2 separate regions of the Gossypium arboreum genome follow, and region 2 is linked to region 1. A link is a contact called in public Hi-C data. All regions are on one chromosome and are shown on one strand. Each heading gives the region's core, a stretch centred on a gene start, on an enhancer-like site or on the middle of the called end of the contact. The rest is flanking DNA. Distances are from core to core; before and after follow the strand shown. Region 1 holds the start of LOC108469264 (transcription factor DUO1). Region 2 holds the start of LOC108454393 (autophagy-related protein 3).

Region 1 (4,776 bases), core at 1,486-3,985:
TAAATAAATAATTAATAATTAAATATGAGTTAAAAATAAAATTTAATTTACAAAATTTAAAATTATAAATAATATAATGAATAATATAGGCATAAATAATATAGTAGATAATATATGATATACATAAAAAATAAGAGTAAAAAATAAAAATATAATAAATGTTATACAATAAAATATAATATAAATATATAGGAAATAAGAAATATAATAAACATAATATAAAATAACGAAAATATATATGTAAGAACAATATATATAAATAATTAATGAATATATAATACAAGTAAGATATAATAATAATATAAAATAATAATGTAAAATAATAACAATAATTTGTGAAAATAAGATATAATAAATAATATATATATAATAAAATAATCTTATAATGTATAATATAAAAGTAAGGTAAAAATAGAAAATAACAATATATAAAAATATATATATAAAAAAATAGGGCTAAATTTAAAGTTCAGCAAAATTATGAGGTGAATTTAAAAGAAATAAAACTGAATTAAGGCATTTAATTAAAACGCGTGCAAAACAAAATGGACTCATTGGGAAAATTTCCCTATTGCCAAAACGACTGCGTTTTAAACCTAGACTTAAAGTAGTTACTTCAGGGATTAAATCATAACTGAGACAAGATATTAGGGTTAAATCATAAATAAAATAAAACTTAATTCTAAACACAAAAAAAAGTAGAAGGATCAATTGGACAATTAACCCAATCCTCAAAAACATGCGGATCCTGCCCAGGTAATCGGGTCAACGCGCGGATCCTATGGCTTAATACGACACCGTTTTGAGCTTATTAAGTTAAGCAGAAACAATGTCATTTCAAGGAGGCTATATAAGCCCATTTTACAGCTTTAAAATCATTTTAACACTGGTCTAAAAAAAAATCCTGAAATACTCTGTAGAGGGGAAGAGAGAGGTCCCCAGATCTGGCCTCCGGCCACGCAGTGCGGTCTTGCACACGCCTACCACGCCAGTCGTACACAGTGGCTCAAGACTTAAAAATCTTCGTCCTTCCACAGGTAGTCTCTTTTCCCTTAGATCCTTACTCGTACATGTTAGAACCATTCATATATGTTTAAAATAAAGCACGAAATATGCGATTAAATCACCTTTTGAGAGATTGTTGATATTTTTGAATGAATATCTGTGATTATATTTCTATTTCGTAAAAAAAGGGTCCTTTACACTGTTTTCAATCGGGCTTTTATAGCCACTGTTACTATTACATAAACTGGGAAAGAAATCTCTGATTTCTTTCTATTTCTTGCCCACTGTATCTTTGACCGTGACCTGCTGAGATACTTTTTAGTTTCCTTTTCTTGCTTTATGTATCTGCTGTGTTTCCTTTTCTGCTTCGTGTTCTTTGTCTTGTCTTGCAGGTATTTGCGAGGAATCCGGAGATGGCAAAGGCCTGACGATGGTCCACTAGTGGCGTTGGTCTCGGCGTGACTAGGGACCTGGAATCGCGGCCTTGATGGGGTAGCTGGAACGGCAGAAACCGAAGGGTCATGAGGCTTGGCTTTTTGAACCTTCTGTTTGCAACTCAAGGAGAAAGGTAGAAACCCTAGGGTTTCATGCCTTAGTGTAACAAGCTGGGCCAGTTGGGCCATTTTTGTCCTGGGCTAAGTGGGGTGTAATAGGTATAGGGTAGTTAAGCTATAGTGTTTGGTTTTGGGCCTGCGGGCTATTGTAAATGGACTGTGGACTGTTAAATAAATATTTATTTATTATTCATTTTTTGGTTTTATTTGTTTAATCACGGGCCCGGGCAGATTTGGGCTATTACAGTCTCCAAATTCGCACTTTTGTCCCTTAATTTTGCTTTTACCTCCAAATCAGTCCCTGAAAGATAAAAATACATAAATAGCTTAAATTAGTAGGATCAAGCTCAGAATAAACACATGATTAATACATAAAAATACGTTATTCTAGAGCATTATCAACGACCAAAAAGATGTCTTGTTAGGAGCACATTGATTGGTTGGATGTTAAACACGCGGACCACCGTTTGATGTGTTGTGGGATGCAAAAGAATTAACTAAACTAATCCGGTTTATAAAATATAAGTTAAAAATTGATTTAATTTTTTATTTAATATATATAACTTTTTTAAAATTTTTATGATATAAAAATAAATATTTTATATTTAAAATAGTAAATATAATTTAAATGTTATTGAAAAATTATTATGCTTTAGAAATATTTACTAAAAGACTTTGAAATTTTATCAAATAATATTAAAGAGTCATAAAATAAAGTTTATTTTATTAAAATAAGTCTATAAAATCAAAATAAAAAATTAATATGAAAAATGAAAATTAAACCGAGTCGAATTATAATGGATAGCTAAAAAACTAAAAATTCAACCAAATTGATATCACCTTTAGTGAGTATACATTCTACTATTGGATAATTTTTTTAATTTAAATCCTTTTAAAAGTTATTTTAATTTAACTTTAAATATATTATTATTAATTTATTATACTTTACAATACTTTATAATGTTTAGTTGTAATTACAGTTCATTCAAATATTTATTAATTGTAATTCTACATAAAATCTTAAAAGAATAGTGATTCATAAAACTATCAAAGAGAGAGAGAGAGAGAGGAGGAGTAAAGGATAGATACGTAAATTACAAATTCTGAATGAGGGAAAAAATTGGGAACGTGGGATATTGGCGGAGGATAGTGGCAGTAACCGTCTTAACCGTCATTACCGAAAGAAGAAACATAAAAACAAAGATAATAAGACTATTACATTAATCAGAAAAAAAAAAAAAAGAGAAAAAGAAGAGAAAATTACAAGACCAAATTTATTATCCAAATCCGTGAATAGCCACTCCCTGGTATAAGATAGTAGGGTTAAATTAGGGGAAATGGAAGGAAAGCGAGTAGAGATAAGTCAGATACGGAAAGGGCCATGGAAGGCAGAGGAAGATGAAGTGCTGATCAACCATGTTAAGAAATATGGCCCTCGAGAATGGAGCTCCATTCGATCCAAAGGCCTTTTGCAAAGAACTGGCAAATCTTGTCGCCTTCGTTGGGTTAACAAACTTAGACCCAACTTGAAGAAGTAAGCATGCGTGTGTGTGTATATATATATATATATATATCGATTAATCTCTGCTGCTCTCCTCTACTACTTGTTTGTAATTCACAAGTAGTTTCTTTTTTGTTTGTTTGTTTGTTTGTTTGAATCTTCCAAGTGGGTGCAAGTTTACGGCAGAGGAAGAGAGGGTGGTGATAGAATTGCAGGCACAGTTTGGGAACAAATGGGCTAAAATCGCAACGTATTTGCCTGGAAGGACCGATAACGACGTGAAGAATTTTTGGAGCAGTAGGCAGAAGAGACTGGCTAGGATTTTGCAGAATTCAGGGACCCCCTCTTCCTCCTCCTCCTCTTCCTCTTCCAAATCACTCAAACTTAAAAGGGAAATCCCTGCCTTTCACGATGTTCCTGTTTTTGAGGTAAACCCCAATTTCATGATGGTTGTTTCGAATTTTCAAGTGCTTTTTTGGAATTATTTTAATCACTTTTGTGGTTTGGGGACTAATATAATATTCCATTGGATGCATTTGTTTGATGAATTGACTCAAAAAGAATTCACTTCACTGTTCTTCGCTTAAAAAGTGGCTAAACTGTTGCTAATTGCTTGTATTGTATTAATTCTTGAGTAGTCTTTAGATGGTTTAAGTTCAATAGTTTTCTTATGGTGCGATATGTAGTTATGTTTCTTTTTTTTTTTTTTGGGGGTGGGGGTTTAATTTCAAGGCTTCAAAGTTGAGTTCATCAATGGAGGAAATATCATACACCATGGCTCAATCTTGCTCATCATCATCCTACCTTGATAACACCGAGGCTATTATTAAATTGGAGCAATCTCCGGAGCTAGTAAATCCCAAGTTGTACACCGATGCGAACATGGCGCAGCTGGAGCTAATGTCGATAGGGAACAACCCGTATGCTGCTACTGAGGCCCAACCGCAAGCTTTCTTCCCTCAGATCCCACACCCCCAACCATACCTCACATTATCACTGGAAAGCCAAGACCTGTTGGCTAAATTCGAGGACCCTTACTTTTCACAAGTGTTTGCACCTATGGATGTTCCTGAACTTGACAGTGGGAACGTGGAGCAGCAGCCATTTCTTGAACCGGTGAGAAGCGGTGGGTTCGGTGCAAGGGAAGAAGCTGATAACCCTATGATCCCTGATACCTTCTTCGATGATTTCCCAGCAGACATGTTTGATCAAATGGAGCTTTTTCCAAATCCATCAACTTAAATTCAAAGATTAAGGAAACTTGACTTTTGTTTAACGTTTTTAACTCTTTTCTTGTATATTATTGCTGTTTCAATGAGTAGGAGGCTTTCCTTTTCTTCTTTCTATTTCTGTTTTTTTCTTTCTTAAGAGGATGAATATTGTCACTGTAAAGACTGCTGGTTCTTCATTTCTCATTCGTGTGCTTATGTATATAGTCAAAGGCATATCCAGTGTTGGGTGCCAAAAATTAAAGGTCAAAATTTGCTGCCAAGCCTAGTGAAGTTTTAGATTTAGTGTTGAAACTTAAGAAGTGCAGTCCAATGAATGATGATATTGATGTTTTTTTTGGAACTTTAATCACTTGACAGTTCTATTAACGGGTCATATGTTAAGCTCATATAAATAGGATATCAATTGGGCGGGGTGAATGCGGGTAAGAATTTTCAGACCCATCCCCGTTCTGCGACCCGTTATGGGTACAAACCCAAAATCATT
Region 2 (4,776 bases), core at 1,045-3,544, 220 kb after region 1:
AGCAAAAAATGAGCCAAAATTGGGCAAAAAGAGTTGTTTCTAGGATCCACACGGACTGGCCACATGCCCATGTGAGCCACACAGGCTGGCTACACGCCCATGTGCCAGCCGGTGTCGATTTCAAACCTTGCTTCTCTTTTATGCAAAAAAACCTTATTTTTAGGGTTTTTGAGCATTCTAAAGTTTATAAATACATATTAGAAGAGGATTAAAAGGGAGCACGCAGAGAAGAACGAAGAAATTACTCGAAGAACGCTATCGGAATCAATTTAGAAGTAAGATCTCCTTCAAGATCGAAGATCTCCAGTCAACTTTTCTAGAAGTTTTTGGGTTTCTTTATGTTTTGTTATTTTCCTAATTTTGAGATGTTTTCCTCCCAAAGTATGAACTAAATTCCCTAGATACCTAGAAAAGATGAAACCTATGATGGATCTTATTATTTAATTTTCTAAATTACATGATAAATACTTGATTTCTTTATCTCAATTATATTTACTTATTCCATGTTTTAATGTTTTCAGGATATTAATTCATGATTGATGTGCTTAACTCAGTGGAGCAAAAGTCCCTGTTTAAAAGTATATCTGGCATAATTGAGTGGAGTTGCATGCAATCCTAGAAATAGGACGACATAAATCTACCGGATTAGAGTCAAATCTAATAGGGGAATCCATAGATCGAGTTAATGCGACAATAGGAGTTTTAATTAGAAGGAGATTTCAATTAATCAACCTAGAGTCAGTTATTTTTACTCTCGAAAGAGATATTAATATAATTTAGGGATTTCTACAGATCAAGGTAAGTGAATAAATCATTAATTCATATTCAGAATAATAAGTGAAGTCTAGGTGGATTCTTTCCTGGGTATTGTCTCTCTCATTGGTTTATTCAATTATTTTCTTACTTTATTCTCTGTCGAATTCTTAATAATTAGTTTAGATAATTTTAGATTAAAAATAAACTTCTTCAATTTACCGGCTAGATAATAGAAAGATAGTAAGTAATAGTACTTTTAGTCCTCGTGGATACAATATTCCCGACTCACCATAGCTATACTATTATTCGATAGGTGCGCTTACCTTTGTCGTGATTTTAGTTAAGTGAATCATCATCATGCCTATACATTGCTTTTCCATTAAAACTTAATGATTCTCCTCTTTGCTGTAATGAACTTACAATATCCCAGAGACCGACCAAACATAAAACTTTTTATGCATATTAGACCATACACAAGTTTTCTTTTTTTGTGTGCTTGTGCGTGCATCCGTTCAATGTTTGAGTTTTTTTTCGTTAAGTTTCTTGTTAATGCTCGAGATGTGTTCTTTGTTGCCTAATGTCTAGCAATATTCAAAATGGGTGTCGCCTTTGACATGGGCACCACTAGTGTCACCTGCCAATATGGCACCACCAAACTGACACCCTATATGACCCGTATAAGATATGCCTTTTGGTGCCGCCAATCAACAAGGTACCACCTAATATAAAATTGTTTTAAAAAAAATTAAACAGAAATCTGTCGGTGTCAGAAAAAATCGGTGGGGTTGCCTCTGTACCACCCTCCACCACCTAAAACAACCCATACCCGTAATTAATGGGTTTGGGATACCATTTTCGAAATTTTTATTTTTTTACAATATATGGGTAAAAAAGTCAAGGTTTGAGGTTCAAGGTTCGGGGTTTGGGGTTTAGGGTAAAAAAAATTATCAAAATTATGTGTTAATGACATAAAAAAAGTGTTGAAATATCATTAAATAATTGAAAAAAGACCATGGATAATATGGTGGGAAGGATCTATAAAACGATTTCTTGATTTATTGGTTTTTCATAGGAGAAAACTTGGATTTTTACAAAAAGAAAATTTGACTTTTATAGGTGAAAACCATTTTATCTTTTTAATTTCCTTTATTTTTAGTTTTTGAATTAATTTTAATTTTTCTATAGTGAAAAGAAAATTTAGATTTTTATTGAGAAAAGTTAAATTTAGATTTTTATTGAGAAAAGTTTAGGGTTTTATAGGAAAAACCAATTTTTTTCATTTTAATTTCTGTTACTTTTTCCATTTTTAAATTTAAGTTTAGTTTAGTCTAGTAAAAAAGAAAACTTACATTTTGCGAGAAATTACCTTCATTTTTATGAGAGAAAACCTGGATTTTTGCAAAGAATATTACTCACCAAAATGAAATATTTTAATTCTAAATTGAAATATTTTTGACCAAAATAAAATTTTATTGAAATTGAGAAACTAAAGTATAGAAACACCCCCGTTAGCCAAATTAAGGGTGAGTGGCTAGAACCAACCATCTAAGGCAGTGCTAGATTTGAATTTTTCTTATTTTCAGTGACCAAATGAAAACTTACAAGAGTTAGCTGATTAAATGCGGAATTTACCCAAGTATTAATTGAGGGGCGCAACCTACACATGCGACTAATCAATCACAGCCGTCGTGCCAGACCATCGGGTTTGCGATGTCCAACGGGCTCACGGATGATAGAACTCATACACCACACGCTATTATTTTCTCCTACGCAACACAACACCACAACGCAAGCGCATTCGACGATCCCTTTCTCTCTCTACCTCGTCCGTACGGGATCTGTAGGGTTTCAACCTTCGACTTCGATTGAATCGCTAGGGTTTTGATTATATCCTCTCTCCTTTGATCGTACATTAAATTGAATCAAGAAATTCGGAAAAAATATGGTACTTTCTCAGAGAATTCATGAGGCATTCAAAGGAACTGTGGAAAGAATAACAGGGCCTCGAACCGTCTCTGCTTTTAAAGAGAAAGGAGTTTTAAGCGTCTCCGAGTTCATCCTGGCCGGTGATAATCTCGTATCCAAATGCCCTACCTGGTCTTGGTATCTTCACCATACTATCAACATATGTATCTTTGGTTCTTTGTTTGTAACTTGCTTTAGTAGTTTTGGAATTTTATGAATCCTTTTATATTTTCATATTATACATCGACATTAATGGATTAATAGTTTTGGGGAAAATTTGTCGTATAGCTTCATAATTCATGGTATAACAATTTAACTCAGTGAATTGTTATGAATACTAGGGAATCTGGAGAGCCAAGCAAGAGGAAGTCCTATTTACCGACCGAAAAGCAATACTTGATTACTAGAAATGGTAAATTGACCTCGATCTCACTTAATTTTCTTTTCTTGTTGTTTCAATTGATTTTCCTTTGAACTGCATATCTGATTAGTACTAGTAATTTTATTTGGTGATTTTGTGGTTAGTGCCCTGCCTAAGGAGGGCTGCGTCAGTGGAAGAAGAATATGAAGCTGCAGGAGGAGAGTTTCTTCTTGATAATGAAGACAATGATGGTTGGTTGGCAACTCATGGTAAACCCAAAGGTATTATCTTCTTCCTTGAGGTTGTGCTTGTGTTGATTCTAGGATGAATTTGTGGACTTCACACGGCTAATCTTCCTGACAGATAAAAGTGATGTGGAGGAAAACCTGCCTTCAATGGAGACTCTAGAAATAAGGCAGAATGCTGTAAGATCAATACCTTCTTATTTTGGGGTTGCTGAAGACGAAGAAGATATACCCGACATGGCTGATTATGAAGAAGCTGACAATCTTGTTGAGACTGATGCGGTAAGTGCTGAGAAACTTATATGATTTCTGAGATTCAAAAACTAGCCGAGTAACTTTTTCTTTTGTAACCAGTTGATTTAGATTAGCCTTTTATCAGAGTTCTAAGCTTATCAACCAATGTCCTGCATTATCTTAATATTACATATCTTGGTTAATACCTTTGAAGGGGGATTTATGTTGTGATAAGGTGCAAGGATATAGGTTTATGCTTAGCAACCTCTCCTCAAGGATATAGATTCTAATTTCTCTTTCCCTTTTAGAGGTTCAAATGTCTGTGTACTTATCTGATATGTCTCTGATCAATGCAGGCTACTTTACAACCGACATATCTTGTTGCTCAAGAGCCTGATAATGACAATATTTTACGGACCCGAACCTATGATGTCAGCATCACGTAAGACAATTCTGGTGCCTGCCAACATGCTTAGGATTCATTTTCAGGCTATGTATTTTCTTGTGAAATCTCAAACTTGACAAACATTATCAAATTTGTAGGTATGATAAATACTATCAGACTCCTCGTGTGTGGCTTACTGGGTATGATGAGGTAGGTATTTGAGAATCCTTGTTTTTACAGCTGTGTATTCAAATATTGAACTGATTGATATGGCTGCAAATGTTGTCCTCATCTGAATTTGTTTATAGTCAAGGATGCTCTTACAACCAGAGCTTGTTCTGGAGGATGTTAGTCAGGATCATGCACACAAAACGGTAGGCTGTATTTACTAATTCAAATTATATCTCTCATTCTTCCTTAGGTGGTAGGAGTATAGATTTTAGTTTGCTCATTAGGAATTTGGAAGATGTTTTTTACTCTATGCTAATTTACTGGTATAGGTTACTATTGAGGACCATCCTCACTTACCTGGGAAGCATGCATCCGTACATCCATGCAGACATGGGGCTGTCATGAAAAAGATCATTGATGTGCTTATGTCACGTGGAGTAGAACCTGAAGTTGATAAGTAAAACTTTTGATCCCTCACTGCTAAATTGCTTGGAATTGACCCTTTCACCTTTGAGAAAACATGTGTGCGGTGTGATAACTTTTTGGCACAATTTTCCTTTACAATTACAATCATAATATTCTTCTCTTACCCTCTTAAAGATGCAGTATACATTTACTTTTGGGTATTCTACTGCAATTACTTAGATTGTTACTGTGAA

Evidence for each region. Hi-C and Micro-C count contacts between places; a contact is called where the count stands out from the background.
Region 2: a contact with region 1 is called in a Hi-C map of leaf, with 4 times the contacts expected there. The contact joins the promoter of LOC108454393 here to the promoter of LOC108469264 in region 1. A contact is called at or near these places in 2 of 5 Hi-C or Micro-C datasets (both in leaf).

Annotation. Positions count from the first base shown.
Region 1 is chr8:22,249,574-22,254,349 of ASM2569848v2, forward strand. LOC108469264 (transcription factor DUO1) reads left to right here and starts at 2,736. Exons shown (of 3, transcript XM_017770156.2): 1 at 2,736-3,093; 2 at 3,227-3,488; 3 at 3,793-4,402. The coding sequence starts at 2,897. The coding sequence ends at 4,302.
Region 2 is chr8:22,465,158-22,469,933 of ASM2569848v2, forward strand. LOC108454393 (autophagy-related protein 3) reads left to right here and starts at 2,295. Exons shown (of 10, transcript XM_017752840.2): 1 at 2,295-2,859; 2 at 3,063-3,133; 3 at 3,247-3,363; 4 at 3,446-3,609; 5 at 3,918-4,003; 6 at 4,105-4,156; 7 at 4,255-4,320; 8 at 4,447-4,574. The coding sequence starts at 2,699.